Linked DNA regions of Zea mays: region 2 is linked to region 1. The links are chromatin contacts, called in public Hi-C maps. All regions are on one chromosome and are shown on one strand. The core of a region is the stretch at or near the end of the contact, and the rest is flanking DNA. Distances in the headings are between cores, read along the strand shown.

What was found. A called contact is a pair of places that touch in the nucleus more often than the background predicts.
Region 2: a Hi-C map of ear shows a contact between it and region 1, with 1.8 times the contacts expected there. The contact joins the promoter of LOC103647016 here to the promoter of LOC100272317 in region 1. A contact is called at or near these places in 2 of 25 Hi-C or Micro-C datasets (ear and endosperm).

The regions. Positions count from the first base shown.
Region 1 is chr2:138,540,868-138,543,457 of Zm-B73-REFERENCE-NAM-5.0, forward strand. LOC100272317 (cleavage stimulating factor 64-like) reads right to left here and starts at 1,299. Exons shown (of 10, transcript NM_001146801.1): 1 at 1,117-1,299; 2 at 492-570. The coding sequence starts at 1,159.
Region 2 is chr2:139,324,421-139,327,010 of Zm-B73-REFERENCE-NAM-5.0, forward strand. It overlaps LOC103647016 (transcription factor GTE8), which reads left to right and starts at 1,305. Exons shown (of 10, transcript XM_008671591.3): 1 at 1,305-1,813.

The DNA.
Region 1 (2,590 bases), core at 49-2,548:
AAGTTCCACATATGGCTACATTAGTTTATACATCAATGTTCTATATCATTACCATTCCTAAAGGTAAATTTACAAGAATCATAACGACCCCCCCCCCCCCCCCCCGTCTGAGGAAGACATGAATCTTTGAAAGCAAAGCAAGATTGGCGAGGGGGCATCTATTTTTTTAGTTTACCCTGTTCTGCTCATCACAACATATACAGCTTTCTTCTGTCATATTTGCTCAAAAGATATGTGCTGCACAAGCGCAATTCAGCCATCAAACTTGTGTAATCAATTTGCCGTTAGTCGGTATTCTGACCGTGGTGAGGCACCGTGGTTCTTTTTCATTTGTAGCACAATGCCAACACCTGAACATATTCCTTCGTTTTTAATATAAACAGAATAAATAAGGCAAAAACACACATTTTGACAGTAAGTGCTAGTTTCTACAACCCATCTAGAGCTGCACGACAGTGTTACAGTTTTTATGTGGGTGAGCAGAAGCGCACCTGAAGGATACGACTGGGCCAACCTCTTCGCAAATCTGCACGAGCTGCTCCTCTGTCGCATCGTATGGTATGTTGCCAACTGTAATTGAGATTGATAAATACAACCTGTCAGTCCTAAAATCCCCTGCACATCCAGAAACAACAACAAAAACATCTTGCGCGCCCAATGAAGCATTAGGGTGATATGTTGGGAATAGTGCCACATTGTGTGGTGTGGGTGGTCAAGCATGGTTTATATGATTGAGGGTGTAACCCTAATGCGCTAGGTTTTTCAGGGTAGTATTGACCCAACAGACCTAAAGGCCACTGCTATGTGTTAGTACGAGTGTGTCATGGCCGATGGGGGTGGACGCGCCGTGGTCCAGTTCCAATGCCATAAACCAAAACCCTAGGCAAGAAGTTCGATCCGAAGAGGGGCTCAGGACAGGGGAATCAGCGCCAAATCGGAAGAACCCGGGGGCCGAGTCCAAATCGACCCGAACTGAAAAGGAGCTGCCCTCGGTGACACCAGCGAACCACGGCAGGTGGCTCTCCTCCCCCCTCGGCCCCTCCAAGTGGAACCAAAGCCTCCGAGCTTCCGGATCACGCCGGTCAGGGAACGTAACCGAGGGTGGCGAAGGCGTACCGAAGACGCAGCGATTCTGAGCGCCCACGGGAGCAGCGGCCATGCTCAGCGGCGGCACGGGAGGCGCCCGGCCGGCTGCTTGGCTGCTTCCGCCGTGAGATGCCGGTGGGCGTGGCCCGTGGATGTGTATGCCTCGCTCGCAGGCCGCGGCTGTGGCGTGCGTGGCGCCCGTTTATTATAGGGGAGGGACTGAGGGAGGGGAGGCAAGGGTGTCAACATATATATGTGCAGATAAAGATAAGCTTAAGCCTTGTTTAGAATAACTAGAGTTAATAGTTACCTAGCTAATAAATTATTAGCTGGGTTAAATCAGCTAATAAACTAATTGTTAGATGTGAGGTACTAACAATTAGTTATGGTATTAAGGGATGGTATTTGGAAACCAACAAATAATTTTTAATAGCGAATTATTAATTTTAGAGGTTATAAATATGACCTTAGACATGATTTGTTTGTAGAGATAAGAATATATTGTTTCTAGAGATAAGAATAGATGAGATATAGGGTTAGTTTAGTGTCTGACGCGCGGCGCCACGCCGCGTCTAAGCCGCGGCGGCTGAATCGGCCGCCATAGCTGCAGCAGCGAAAGTGTGGCAAGAGGTGGCAGTTTAGGCGTAATACTAAACAGCCCATATACTTAAGGTCGTTACAACAAACCACGGATTAAATTTATCTCTACGTGTAAACAAAGGTGCGGCATGACAGGATAATAAGATTTCACAGCTCCTCTGGTGTTCATGTGCTCTTGACAAGACACCGATTTAGCTGCCAACGCGTTTTTCTTTTCCAGCCGGGATTTATTGCGCTGATTTGCTTTGATTAGCCTGGATTCTCGTTCTAAGTGTGTTTCTTCGCTCTTGAGTCTCGACCATGCTCCCCGCATTCATCGCTCTGATTTTATTTCTTTGTTTTTTTTTTTGCCCCACAACTCCACAAGTCGTTCGCGTTCGTGTGTGCTTGACTGACAACCGGAATGTCAATGAGGCATTTAATTTTCCTGACTAAAACTAAGCTCGTGCCACATCAAATATTTAACTATTAATTATTAAATATAGAATTAATTAGATTTATCTGGTCTTTTAGTTTCCATTTGTATAATTAATTTTATAATTAAACTATATTTAATATAATTATCATTCAAACATTCGATGATGTGACAGAGACTAAACTTCAGTTTAGTGGTGTTGGTCACCTGTTTTGATTCCTAAAACAGACCAAAACAGGACAATATAATTCATGTTAAGAGACATTTATTCCTGTAATCTATTCTGAAGATAGATTAGAGGAAAAAGACTATGAAAATAAAATGACCTTTGAATAAAGTAAGGCCACTTAAGAAGAATGATGTATCATTTTTGTTGCTTCTTCTCCATTATGCAAAATTACAAGTACATCTTTTAAGCAAAATGGGAAGTATAGAGGCAAAGAAGATACAGCTTCGTAGGTGGAACAAATCAGACCTCGGGCAAATAAG
Region 2 (2,590 bases), core at 55-2,554, 780 kb after region 1:
TGAACCTTTGACACCTGTATAACTTATACACTAGAGCAAACTAGTTAGTCCAATTATTTGTGTTGGGCAATTCAACCACCAAAATTTATTTAGGAACTAGGTGTAAGCCTAATTCCCTTTCAGGATTTTTGTTGCTATGTGTAATTTTTTACTCTGCAAGTATGATTCATACTAATTTTTGTTAATCATGTCGCAACGCACGTGCACATACCTAGTATATATATATACTAATTGTGAATATACAAAACAAAAATGAACTTGACGAGGATAGGGAGAAGCAACATTGGCACATGATTTGTAAGTTAAATTATGTTCCTTTCAATATGTAGCAACATTGGCACATGATGTGTACTTCTCACCCTGACCTTTTGACAACCTCAAATAATAACTATTAATCATATTACCTTGTCTTGTTAGTTGACATATGCCTCATTGGCACTCCTGTTATACAGTTGTGAGCCGGTGACAAAACACTTTTGGTTTCCAGTGTAATGTTTATTTTAAACAAGGCCGATGTTATTACTATGAATCATAATGTTGGATCAAAAGTTTGTATAACCCGTGAACTTCTATAAATTGATGATTTTTTGCATAGTATAGATAGAGCGTCTATAAAGACGTCTTATGTTCTCGTGACCGTTCGAAAAACTATTAGGGTGTTTGGTTTGATGAATGAGTTAGTCCATCATCTTCTCACTTTTCGTTTTTTTGTTTGATTTGTGGAATGAAATGAGTTAATCCATCACCACCTCATTCCTCAAAATTATTTAGTTAGCACTAATATGAGGAATGCGATCATCCCACCAAATTTAAGACCTTATTCCTCAAAATTAATTAATTAGCACTAATACGAGGAATGTGATCATCCCACCAAATTTAAGGAATGAACCCATGATACATAACTTATTTTGGATGGAATGATTTCTCAAACCAAATACCCCATATAAGTCGTGCAGGAGCCCATTATGAGCCTGCATGGGCTGTGCTACATCACAAAGCCCCCTACGTTCTCCACCGCTGCCTTGCAGCCACAAGAGTCGCAACTGTTTAGACTGCTACAACAACAATATATAGAGAGAAAATACTGTAAAATCCTCAACCACAACTAGATTAAGGATGTGTTTGGTTTGACTTTTGCCTTTGACTTTTGATACATAAAAAAAAGCCAAATCAAAGGAATGGATCCAGAAAGCAGTTTTTTTTTAAAGCCGACTTTTTCGCAGTATAAAACTGAAAGCACCCTTAGACCTACTTTTAGTGGCTTTCATATGGAACTATGAAAACATATATCCAAGAACTTTTAACGGCTTTTAGTAGTTTACACCAAACAGTTTTTAGTTTTTAACAGCTCACAACACATATTCCACATATTACAGTTCACAACAAATTTTTTCAGGACCACAACTCAACCAAACTGACCAAAGGTGCAACTTCTTGGCGAGTGGACACGACCACGGCACCACCTTTCTTCTCCCTCGTTCCCGAGTCCGAATCTGGGTCCAGCGGAGACAAAGAGGAGCTGGCCGCGTCGTATCGACTCCTGCCGCCGAAAGGCCGAGCCCGAGCCCGTGTCCCGGTGCCCGTTCCCGCAACCCTAATCCCCTACCACCGTCGGCTCTCGCCGGCGAAGAAGAGGGAGCCGCGCGGCGTCGCCAGGGAGCACGCGCCCCCTCCCTTCCCGGCTCCCTCCGCGCCGTGGGGAGGCGCGTCCACCCGGATCCGCCCTCACCGCGAGGCAGAGGGGAGGAGAGGGAGCCAGGTCCGGCGCACCCGCTGTCGTCCGCGCCGAAGAGCGTTAAGAGTCTCCCCACAGGTTGGTGTGCTCCTCTTCTTCGCTTCTCTTTCCTGCGTGCCTGCGGCCTAGGCTTTTATTTGTATCACGTCCTCGTACTAGCTAGGGTTTCCGATTTCCGAGCGTGTGGAGAATGTGTTCTTCGCATCGATTCGCGTGGAATGATTAGTGAATTGGCGTGCCTTGTTCCGGACTCTTCGAGATAGTTTATGGTTCGTTTGCGCCATCACGGAAATGGACCCATTCATTTCGGATCTGCTGGGAAATTGGTCTCGTTTCCTTGCCAACACGAAACGGCCGGACCTAATTCCTCACCGTACCGAATTTCAAATCAACCTTTATGGGACCTCGACCTCCCTAGAATCGTTGTTTGTCCTTAGGGCTAGTTTGGGATTCTAGGGTTTGCTTACCGCGTGTTTGGTTGGCTTTGGCTGCATCAGGAGAGCTAGACTCCTTGCATGCATTGACTAGGGTCACGTGTTTGGTTGCATTGAGTCCAGTACATATAGGAGGCTGGGCGCGCATGCACTGATGCAGCCTAGCCTTATTTGCTTGTATCCACACATACGCAGAAATTAGCCGTATCCCACGGGACAGGACTGCGCAAGCCTGCCTGTGCTCGCCCAGGCATCCAATCAGCCGCTTAATGGCTTGTTTCGTGCCTTATCCTGTGGTTCCTAGGTAGCGCTTTAGGCTTTTATCAGAGGTATGTTCGCTTGTGTTACAACACTGCTTCGATGGTTACTTCTTGATGGCTTCGGTCTGGTTCATAGTTGTTTCTGTTTCCTGCAAGGCGAC